Linked DNA regions of Bos taurus: region 2 is linked to region 1. A link is a contact called in public Hi-C data. All regions are on one chromosome and are shown on one strand. Each heading gives the region's core, a stretch centred on a gene start, on an enhancer-like site or on the middle of the called end of the contact. The rest is flanking DNA. Distances are from core to core; before and after follow the strand shown.

Evidence for each region. Hi-C and Micro-C count contacts between places; a contact is called where the count stands out from the background.
Region 2: a contact with region 1 is called in a Hi-C map of liver, with 2.0 times the contacts expected there. The contact joins two enhancer-like sites. A contact is called at or near these places in 2 of 11 Hi-C or Micro-C datasets (liver and skeletal muscle).

The regions. Positions count from the first base shown.
Region 1 is chr16:41,117,564-41,123,508 of ARS-UCD2.0, reverse strand. All of the region lies in intron 2 of DHRS3 (dehydrogenase/reductase 3), which reads right to left. Among named protein-coding and RNA genes, the nearest start is that of DHRS3, 10 kb to the right of the region's middle. Within about 2 kb of position 2,673, at least 12 of the 102 cell types and tissues checked have an H3K27ac peak or open chromatin away from gene starts, as enhancers often do. A contact at or near this core is called in liver, where this site is marked.
Region 2 is chr16:41,312,486-41,318,516 of ARS-UCD2.0, reverse strand. VPS13D (vacuolar protein sorting 13 homolog D) reads left to right here. Exons shown (of 68, transcript NM_001192767.2): 61 at 1-79. Among named protein-coding and RNA genes, the nearest start is that of TRNAG-CCC, 93 kb to the left of the region's middle. Within about 2 kb of position 3,891, at least 18 of the 102 cell types and tissues checked have an H3K27ac peak or open chromatin away from gene starts, as enhancers often do. A contact at or near this core is called in liver, where this site is marked.

The DNA.
Region 1 (5,945 bases), core at 1,424-3,923:
TGACCAGCCTCTGTGCCTGGACTGGAGAGGGGCCTGTATTGGACCAGCCCTTGAACACGAGGAAAGGGGCCTCCAGTATGAGGGACGATGCCAGGCTCTGAGCCCTCCCTGAGGAAGAGTGATTCATTCTTACTGACTTCTAGAAAGGGTCAAGAGCTAAAATTCCCAAGGGCTTCTGTGACAGGAGCAAATTTCTCCCTTTCCTGCCGACTCCCAGAACCAGACTGAGTCTGGCCAGCGGGCTCTTTGCCTCTGTGCCCAGCAGAGCACTTGGGCCAACAAGCCAGGGCTGGGGGTGTCCGCTTTCTCTCCGCCCCCATGCCAACCAGAAGGAGCCATCATTTCTTGCAAAACCTCTGGTGCTGAACTAGGAGGTTTACATATATTATTTCACGGAATCTTCATACTTTCGTTTTTCAGATGGGGGAAGCCCAGAGAGATGGTTATTACCCAAGGTCACACAGCAGGTTGCTGGGAGGCTTCCTAGGATTTAAAGGATTAGGAACTGGCTCCCAGCAGCCCTGGCTAGCATCATGAATGGCAAGAGTGCTCTGGCCAGTGGGCTGGTCTCCACAACTTGAAAGACCTCAGCAGCTGTGACACTGTCCACGGGCCAGTCCTTGGCTTTGGGGCTGGAGTGGCCAAGTCGCATTCCCCCAGGCTGGGAGCTGAATGTGGGCTGGGTTCCCTTCGGAGGCTGGCTCAGTCCTGGTGGAGTAATTAGGGCTTCTAGCTCCTGGGTTGCTTAGTGGTGGTGTGGGGGGCCTGGTTGAGGGCTGAGCAGGGCCTGGGGTTCCATATGCCTGGGCGAGAAGAGGGAACCCTCCCTTGAGGGGCAAAGGCACAAGCTAGAAAGGCATGCTTCTTCACCTTGGAGTAAAGAACCCAAAGTTGAGGGCCCAATGAAATGACACATGGCAGATTCCCATTATACTGGAGTGGGTAGCTGTTCCCTACTCCAGGGGATCTTCCCAACCCAGGGATTGAACCCAGGTCTCCCACATTGTGGGTGGATTCTTTACCATCTGAGCCACCAGGGAAGCCCAAGAATACTGGAGTGGGTAGCCTATCCCTTCTCTAGCCAATCTTCCCAACTCAGGAATTGAACTGGGGTCTCCTGCATTGCAGGCATATTCTTTACCAGCTGAGCTTCCAATGAAGCTCCAAGTAAGGAGCAGCTAAGAGAAAAGACCCTGATGCTTGGAAAGATTGAAGGCAAAAGGAGAAGGGAGAGGCAGAGGATGAGATGATTAGATAGCATCACCGACTCAATGGACATGAATCTGAGCAAACCCCGGGAGACAGTGAAGGACAGGGGAGCCTGGCGTGCTGTAGTCCATGGGGGTGCAGAGTCAGGCAGGACTTAGCGACTGAACAACAAGAGAAGTGTGTCCTAAGTAACTTCCCGGAATAGTTCCTTTCAAGCCTTATGTTTTCCTTCTAAGTAATGGCATCCTTTCAAAATACACACAAAAATCTCACACAGAATTCTAAGCTACAAGACCTAAGGAAGCTGAGTGAGTTAAACGGAGATGAGGACCCCTGGGAACCCCATCTGCTCCACCTCCCATGGGGTCCCACCTTCTTGGAATCCCTTGGGTGCTTTGGAACCCAGTTTGAAAACTCGGTCCTAAAACCTCAACTGGTGTTGGGGTCTGCCTTGAGGCTGCTGGGGTTCAGATGGCCCAGAGCTCTGTAGAAGACTGAAATGCAGACAGGTATCTGTAAGCACTTCCCAGGAGTATGTTTCAATGTGGACAAAATAATCATATGGTTCATTGCTCAAAGTGCTTTCTTAGCCCCTTCCTTGAAAGGCTACTGAAAAGGGGTTTCAAGATCGACTTCCCCAAAACAGGATGTGGCCAACACAGTCAGGAAAGCTTGAGCCCAGTGACCTTTGCCAGGCTGACTCTTGTTGGCATTAAGTATTACCGGGCCACAGATCTGTATTGTCCACTCTGGCTTGACCTTGGCTTTGGGTTGCAGTACTCCAGAGTCTCCTGCCTCTGACATAGGCTCCAGTTCTGGGCCCTGAATCAGAGCCTCAAGTTGTTGGATGGGTTTTGATTGGATCCAGTCCAGAGGTTCTTAACCTGGTGTCTGGAACAGGCATCAGGGGGACCCAATGATCTCTTAAAAGTATAAAAATTTGTCTCTTTGTGCATTCTTCTTCAGACTGGGTTTATATTACTTTCTCCAGATTCTCAAAGGGCTCCACAACCAGCAAAAGTTTAAGACTTACTGCAAACCCTTTAGTTGCCACCTCCTTCAAGAAGTCTTCTGAGATTTCCTTAATTTACAGTGATCTCTCCCTTCTCTGAATTATCAGAGCTCTAGGTCACTTGGGAGGATCCAGCTGGGTGACCTCGAGTTTAGATGGAAGAAGCCGGCACTCACTCATTCCTCAAAGTTGGCTTCCAGCTAGAGGTGCCACCCTGGCTGTAAATGCATGAAATACAACTGTGCTGCTTTCCTGCTTATCAGTTACGTGTTCAAAGCAAACCCTGATAACCAATGACTACCTTAATACTTTGGCAAGTAACCCACTCATTGTATGCAAATACTGCTGCTCAGTGCTTAAAAAAATGTTTTGGTGAGGTCAAACTTAAGTACATCCTGTTGACTCCTGGACTGCTCATCAATTCTCTTTCCAGAACCGTCTGTGTACTAGGTAGTTCCCATTATTGAACAGCTTGTCTCTTGACCTCTCCATAACCCTGACTGGGGTGGGCTGGGCCAGGCTGATAATATTTGACCCAGAGGGAAAGGGCCTAGTGTTGAAGCTAAAATCCTGGGTTTGAAATCTGCCTTAGGCCAACCATCCAGGGCAACTCACTTCACTTGCTGATGGCCATTGTGGAAAACAGGATGGAGGTTTCCCAAAAAACTAAAAATAGAACTACCCTGCTGCTGCTGCTGCTGCTAAATCGCTTCAGTCATGTCCGACTCTGTGCGACCCCATAGACGGCAGCCCACCAGGCTCCCCTGTCCCTGGGATTCTCCAGGCAAGAACACTGGAGTGGGTTGCCATTTCCTTCTCCAATGCATGAAAATGAAAAGTGAAAGTCAAGTCGCTCAGTCGTGTCCGACTCTTCGCAACCCCATGGACTGCAGCCGATCAGGCTCCTCTATCCATGGGATTTTCCAGGCAAGAGTACTGGAGTGGGGTGCCCTATCAGTCAGCAATTCCCCTCCTGGGTATATATCTGGGGAAAAAAAATCAAGGACACTAATTCGAAAAGGTACATGCACCCCAATATTCATAACAGTGTTATTTACGATTGCCATGATACAGAAGCAACCTCAGTGTCCATAAACAGAGGAGTGGATGAAGATGTGGTGTATATCTATATCCATATCTACACACACACACACACACACACACACACACACACACGCTGGAATATTACTCAGTCATAAAAAAGAATGAAATGTTCTCACTTGGAGGGCATTATGCAAAGTCAAATAAGTCAGAGAAAGACACACACTATATGATATCACTTACATGTGGGATCTAAAAAACACAACAAACTAGTGAATATAACAGCAAAAAGCAGACTCACAGATATAGAGAACAAATGAGTGGTTACCACTGGGTGGGAGCAGCAATATAAGGATGGGGGAGGGGAGGTACACGCTATTGGGTATAAGGCAGGCTCAAGAATGTACTGTATAACACGGGGAATACAGCCAACATTTTGCAGTAATGGTCAATGGAAAGTAACGTTTAAAAAGGATATAAAAATTTAAAAATTATTTTTTAATTGGAAAAAAGAAAAGAAGAAAAGCAGTGGGTTGCTGATCACACCTGCCTCTGGGCCTAGACAGGACAATGAATGTGAAAAAGCCCTGTGGAGTCAATCCTGTAGGCCACCACAGTCACACAGGGTATGCACCAATGTCTCAAGCTGTCTGGGGAGCCCAAGGAAGCCCTCAGCATCCATTTCGGGTCTAAGTTATGACTGATGGCCAGAATGAAGGATGTGAACACAGGCCTGCACCTTCCTACTCCTCCTCTTCTCTCTCCAGCATCCTGGAAAAACCCCACCAAAGGAATGACCCAGCCCCTGAAGGACTCTGCTGAGGTCAGGCTGAGAAGGGCTGTCTTCTTTTAATTTTTGAGCATTGGTCGATTGAAGCTGGTGGCCTCTCTTCCTTGTGGCCCCTGACTCTGTCTGGGTCACTGACATCACTCTAGTAACAATGGTTCACAGAATCAATGGGGTGGAAGGGACCCAGGTGATCATCCAGAACCCAACCTCTCCTGATGCAAGAATCCACAGTTCCCTCACTGCAGCCTGCTGACCCCAGAAAAGCTCCAGAGGGTGGGAAGGTGCTCCCGGGCCCCAGCCTCGTGTGGACCTCCATCCACCTGGAAGGCAGCTGATACTGTCTCCAGCCCCTGAAGCAGTCAACCAAATGCTTCTGGATTGGCCATCCCACCTAAGTCATGGCTTCTGGTCCTTGTCATTTGGAGCCTGCTCCCTGGGTGCCCCCCAGTTGCTCAAGGACCTTCTCAAAGTGTTGACCGATACTGCCTACAATGCTCCTGGGCTCCCTTGACATAGTAGAACTGAAAAGTGTCTCCTTTGCTCAGGGCACCAATACAGTTGCTTTCATTTTCTTTGCAGAGGGAGTTAAATTTCTGTTGCCATTAAAGTCATCTTACTGAAGCTGACTCCTCTTTCCAGAGCATCAGGGGCTTTATTGGAGATGATCATCACACCAGGACGTAAGTGCCACCAGAGAAAACCTTGTTAATGTGGCTCCCTGTGGCAGCCCTAAGCCCAGCTGCCTAAATCGAGGAATGAATTTGACATAGTCACAGTTCCCCAAGAGCCGTGTCACCATTTTTCACCCCAGGCATCCGCAAGCACAGATCATGGCTTGCTGAGCGGAGGTCTCCCCAGCAGACTCTGAGGCCTGGATCCCGGAAGACTCGCACCCATCCCTCCAGAGGTACACCAGCCTACCCAGATCTCCCTTCAGCCCACATACTTCCACTGGACTAAAGATATCAACAGCAGTGTCTTCTCAGATCCAAGCACCAAGCTGAGAGCAGACTCAAGCTTTAGAATGCCCTCAGAAGGGAGCCAGGCAAGTCTGGTCTCAAGTACTTAGAGGAGCCCAAGAAGCACCCCAACCCCTCTCCTGCCCTTGGCCTGCCACCCCCTCCACCCCCCCACCCCACCTCCCTAAGTGACCTGGCCCTAAGTGACTTGGGTTAGATCCTGTCACTTCTACTTCCCTTTGCAGAACAACAGCTCCCAGCTTCACTTGGAGCCAAAGCCAGAGCCGGTTCTAGAGACTGCTGGCCCTACCTGCCCTGCCCTGCTCCCCCAGCTCGCCCCCTGCCCTGCTCCCAGTCTCCTGCCCTGCTCTCCCACCCCACCCCTTCCTGTTCTGCTCCCTGACCCCCCATTACTGGCCCATCCCCTGCCCCCTACACTGCAGCCCTCATTACTCACTCTGCTTCAGCCACAGTGGCCCCCTCCCAGCTCCCCAGATATCCCAGGTACATTTCTTTGTCTGTCTCTTCCCTCTACCTGGAACGCTGCTCCCTCCATTCCCGTCAGGCCTGTCACTGGACCTCATTTGTTTCCTCCTTACTGTGATGTAACGGGCTGTTTTCTGTATCCTGTTTTTATCTGTCTCCCTCACCAAACTGCCGACTCCACTCGGGTGGGGACTGGTGTCTGCTTTGCTCACCGCTGCCGTATCTCTATGCCTAGAACAGTGCTGGGCACACATAGGGTGCACCACAGACTTGTGGAATGAATGAACGAGTTCCCACCAACCACTCATTTGTTAAACTATTCTGGTATTTGGCATTTAAAAAAAATTTTGTGAATTTTAATTATAATTTTTTAAAAATTATCTTTGGCTGTGCCGTGTAGCACAGGGGATCTTACGTCCTAGACCAGGTCGTGCACCCTGCAGTGGAA
Region 2 (6,031 bases), core at 2,642-5,141, 190 kb before region 1:
CTTTGAGAATCTCAAAATCAGTATTCCCCAGATCAAGCTGAGCGTGTTCACCTCCAACAAGCTTCCGCTGGACCTCAAGGTGAGCTGCTCACCGGGGAAGTTCTGAAAACCACTTTTCCTGGGAAAAGAATGGATGTGCTTACTACCTGCCTTTTCCTGTCCAGCCTTATCATCTGTAGCAGATACTTTTACAGGTTTCCCTTTTTAAGACAGTTTATCAACTCGTACATGTATTTACAGTTGACCCTTGAGCAGCATGGGGGTTAGGAGCACCCATCCTCCTTGAACTTGAGAATCCACATAGAAGTTATCATTGGCCTTCTGCATGTGCGGTTCTGCAGCCAAGTGCATAGCACTGAAAAAAACCCACGTGTAAGTGGACGACGCAGTTCAAACCCATGTTGTTCAAGGGTCAGCTGTATCTTTTTTTTTTAATGTTGAAGTATAACTTTACTGAAGATTAAAGAGTAACAAAAGAATAAACACAGAATTACATAAAAATGCATCTGCCCTCTGCTTAGCCCTTGGCTTATCTCAGTGAGGCAAAAGCCCATTTCCTGGGCCGCCCCCAGACTCGAGACAAAAGCTGCAGCCCAGACAGTATCTTCTTTTCATGCCCAAGACCCACCTGCTCTCCTCCTCTCCTCCTAAGTATTCATCCCTTCTTGAATGGTCCACAGCAGAATTGTCTACCACCTTCAGGGACGACATGGTCACATACCCACTGAGATGTGGGGCCCCCACCTCACCGTACCAGCATGTGACCCTCCTACAGAGCATCTGGATGTGCACTTGACAGATGCAGTCTGTCTTTATTTTCTATAGTAAAATAAAGACAGATGCAGTCTGTGTTTATTTTCTACAGTAAAATCTATTAAAAATTAAGGGATGTTCCTCAAATTCTGATACAATATTTGACTCAAAAGTCCATATACATTTTCCCCCTATACTGAGTCGCCCCTTAGTGTATAAGAAATCAGAAATTTTAGAGATCCATGTGTCCTTAATGATCCCCTGCTTGATAAACAAGGATTTTGGAGTTCACAGGGCTTTGTCATTGAAGATAATATAGATAGGTGATGTAGAAATAGATAGGTAATGGTAGGAGCAGGAGGAGAACTGGGTGAATGTTGAAAAGCCTTTCCTTGGGTGGAGTCTCCATCTGCCTTCCTGCAGCTGGCACCCGTTACTTCTGGTTCTTTGCTCTGTTGCTCTTAAAGATGGTTACGATGGTGTCTGCCTCCTCACTAACCACCAGTCTAAGAGTCCTGCTGCCCCGTGCTGCCTCCTTGAAGATGCTGCAAGGTGGTTTCTCTTTCTGAGCAGAAGGAGATAGAGACATGAACAAATAAGTAGTAAAACTGAAGTCATAAATATACACACCTCTGGGTCTGCCCACGTCGCAGGCAAGTGAAGCAGCCCAGTGGGGGACGCAGCCCTCAGCGTGTACACAGCCCTCAGCGTGTGCACACTCCATCTGAAATGGGCAGTGCAGCTCAGCTCCAGCCTGTTGTCACGGGGTAATGTGAACCCAGAGCTGCCAGATCTTCGAAATTCTTAAAGTGAAGCCGGAAATCTGGACTTTTATGTGGAATCTCCTGGTCTTTAAGTGTTGGCAACCCATTTGAATTTTTTTGTTTTTGTTTTTCAACATTGTGGGCCTAACAAAACACATGTGCAGACCTCATGTGCCCCACGATTTGCCTGCTCACAACTTCCAAAATAGACTTAAATAGAAATAGGTAATAGGACAGTAGCCTGGTCCACATCAGGTCCTGTTTGGATCAGGACAGGACCAGGGTGATAGTTTCATTAAGGCAGCAAGTGGAGTGAGTGGGTTGGGAGGGCTGGTTGGGAACCAGGAGCTCCTGCAACCACCCTGAGAACAGCGCCTTCTCGATGGACTGTCCTGTTGGCTTAATTTGCTTTAACTTCATGTTCCCCAGGAGACTGAAGATACTTATAATCAGCATGGGAGTGGGGGAAAAACCGTGGGAAAACCACTATCTTGCTCATATTCACAAGTATCCACTTGACTTATGTGACCCTTCGGAATGGGTTTGTTTGATAAAGTATATATTCCCCCAGAACACTTGGCACTCGCCCAGCAAACCAATGTCAACTATTTCCTGAGAGTTAAGGACTTCTTGTTTTTTAAATCATCTTACTAAGAAACACAGACACCTAACTGTTCCCAGTAGAAAACTTCCCCCAAGACTGACAAATGCCGTGTGATTTTCTCCAGTTGAAGTGACTCCAGACCCCAAGTTCCAGGGTATTGACGCTCACCAGTTTGCTTTGGATGCAATAAACTAGGAATCATCGAGGTCTAATGTTTCATTTGACACTATACTGAAGGCCAAAGTTATGAGGTGTGGGCAGGGGACACCCTGAATGTGGTACGTTAATGTCTCACACCAGGCGGTGGGAATTGGGACATCAATATTAAATCCTCAGCTTGTGGAAGTCACCATTTCACTGTGTCTTGAGTTCTCCTCATGGAGTCTGGGACCCATAAAATAATGTCATTTATTCAAAGAGTTTTCTAACAGAGTAATATCCCTTGATGAGCAGCTCTTGGGAAGTGCAATCCTCTCTTTGAGATGACTAGATAACGGCTAAAAGAATGGAGTACCGTCCCAGAGCAGGAATCATGAGAGTCTGACTAAAAGGTCTTTGGTATTGAAGGAATAATTATCTTGATTCTCTTGACTCCAGACCAGAAATGAGGCTGTCAGAAGTCTCAGAGGGAAGTCTCTCCAGGTTTACAGTGAGGGTACATTATTGCCAGATAGAGTGTCTGTTCAGAGGACTCAGAGCAGTCTCACAGGTGCTATCTCGATTGGATTCCTTGCTCTGCGATGGAAGAAGGGGGAGATAATAGCTCCATCTCACAAATGCAGAAAGGAGAGCAGGGCATTCCCCACCCCCCATTCTCCATTATTCTTCCGAGTTTGCATGTTAGAGAGCAGCAGAGTGATATGGAAAATGCCAGGTAGTTTATGTGTTCTTTCGCCTTTTTTTTTTTTTTAAGATCAAAAGAGTCCAGGAACCTTTAAAAGGTTTCACAAGGTGGCCTACAGCAGTCCTTTTCCCATTTAAAGCATTGGGGTATTACAAAAGAAGGGCTTTAATTGAGCAATCTAGTTTGGAAGAAAACCCACATTTTAATGGTCAGAGAGCAAGAGGGTGGGGGTAAGGGGGAATTTCAAACAAAGACACTATTTAAAAAGCCTAAAACTGTCTTCTCAAAGGCTTGAAATAATTTGTTGGGAAACTTCAGACCCTTTACTTTTTTCCTCCCCTCCCTAAATAAAAACCAGATTTGTTAAAAGGAAAAAAGATCCAGTATTGTTAATTGTATTTCAGAAAGTGCCAGAGAGGGAAATATCCCTGTAGTTTTTAAACATGGTCCCAAGAGGAAAATGGGTAAATACCCTGCTTCACATAAACAGTCTCTGTGTACCATAAATAAACCTTTAAAGAATGAATTCCAGACAGTTTGGTTTAGTGCAGGATAAACTGAGAAAGGAAAGGACGTGGCCCAGGGACTTGCTTGTCATCTGAGACCTTATGGCATATGGACAGGTATTTCTTCTTTAACTCTAAAGTTCCTGCAAGACTTCAGCAGGTTTTTTTTTTTTTTGGGTCTGGCGAAGGTAGGAATGGACAGTTTCCTATTTTTATGAGGAACTTATGAGCACAGATTGCCTTCTCCAGTGTCCATTTTATAACGGGAAACTGTCTGCTACTTGAGTAAATAAGCATCAACTTTGTACACTACTGTATTTGATTAGTCATTTAGTTACTGCAAGAAAAAGCCCCGATGGGCTCTTGCCCTCCAGTCTCCTGTGCTTTGACTCGCCAGAGTGACCTGAAGGTGGCAGAGTAACTCATACCAGTGTGCCACAGAGCAGCTTTCTCCACTGTGGGAGGCCCCACAGCAGTACCAGATAAAGATTACATTTTACTCAAAGGCCAGAATATTTCCTTGGTTCAGACAAAGTGTGTTAGCCACTCAGAAAGGGGATAGTGTCTCTCATGAAGGTTTTGACAGCTTAGTAGAGGTATTAAAGTCTTCTATGTATCAATATCATCTGTGGTTCTTCAGTGTTTGGCTGCAGTGAGGAAGTTGGGGTATAAAGCGTTTTGCCATCTCCTTTGTTTTGATCTCATTTCCTGTTCTCTGAGAAGAAAGTGAGGCTCAGAGTTGTATTACCAAAACAGAGTGCTGAACTGATGTTGGTACCTGGCTTTCCCAGCGTATTTATTGTTTGGTTCTGAGAAAAATGGTGAAGCCTGCTGGCCTCAGTTTCTTTGTCAGAGAAATGGGGAAAATAGGGCCTGCTCACTTCATCATCACTCACCGTGTGGATGCGCAAGGTGTGCGTGAATGAGGAGCAGAACGTTTTTCAGGAGAAATAAAATAATCCCCTATTCTGGTCTTCATGCTTTCTACCAGATAGTCACAGTTGTGAAAATGAGCATGCTCAAATCTACGACCTACTAATTATCGGCTACGGGAGTTTAGGCCACCTACTTAATGTTTCTTTGGGGGTTGTTTTGTTGTTGTAGAGTGTTAGGCTGAATTAAAACTTGAGGATGCTCTTAATCTCCGAAATGTTTTATCCTGAAATTTTTTAGTAGGCTACTAGTGACTTCCCAAGGCACCAAGTGCGGTGGTACTCTTTCCTGTCCTATCTCTGGAAGGCCCTCTGCCATGTTCGATACTATGGACTGCCCTGTTCTTGACCATGTCCTTTCTGGTTCTCCTCTGACTCTTCTGTTTGTTTCATCTCTTCTCCCAACCCTATGTTTATCGAAAAGGGTCATTTTTTACCTAGTGGACTAAACTCTCTGGTCATATCACTTGTCCATTTTAAAAATAATTTTATTGGTCTTTTATCACTAATAATTTTAGAAGCTCTTTGTAGAAGTTTTATTTTTGATGTAAGTTGCAAATATTCTTTCTCAGGTTTTTCACTTGTCTTTTTCCTTTGCTTTTGGTGTGCATATTGTTTTTTAACCATACAAAAGCTTTTTACTTTATGTTGTTGAATTTGTCAGTCTTTTTTCTTTTTGAATCTGAATTTCAACCCACTCTCTGGTTTTAAAAAATTGCATCTCGTTTTTCTTCAATTATATCATTTCATTTAAGCATACTCCTATTCCAAAAGAATTTAAGATAGACTCTGAAGATACATGCTGAAGGATTAAAAAATAAGAGAAAATGAAGTATAAAGTCCACTACATTGCATATGAGATTTTAATATAAAGCAGTTTTAATTCAATGGGGAATATATAGGTGTTCTAAAATGTTATTAGACTATCCAGATAGTGATATGGAAAAATATGAAGTTAAATTTGTTATCACAGTCTACATAAGAATAAATTCCAAACAGATCAGAGATTTATTGACATTATTAGCATGAATGAAAAAGTGTTTTTATATTAAAAAAGGAGAGCACTTGGCCTGCTCTCTAAAATCCTTAAATGTCAATCATGTTAAATAAAAATATAATTGGAAAACAGACTATATCCAGAAATTGTTAACAGGCTTATAGCAGACCCAAATCAGCTGAGAACTACAAGAAAAGCTAGACAGAAAAAAGCCCAAAAGTCTGTTGAAGGTATTGGAAAGTTACCAAGTCAGTACTCGAGGGTCCACAACTTATGAGAGGAGAGAAACTCAATCAGGTGAGCTAAATATTAACTCTGGTTTTATTTTTGAGACAATTCTAATTGAGAAAGGTAGAGAAGTCAAGCAGAAAGCAGCTCTCAAAAGTCAGAGAATCGGAGTAAAGCTTTAGACAGTCTCATGGGGCTGGTCAAGCAAAAGCGAGACTCCGTTGCTACTAAGAGAGTTAGTTATTGAGGGCCTTGTATCTTTTTTTTTTTTTTTAATTGACATATAGTTGATTTACAATGCTATGTTAGTTTCATATGTAAAGCAAAGTCATTCAGTTATACATATATGTATTCTTTTTCATCTTCTTTTCCATTATAGGTTATTATGGCATATTGAATATAA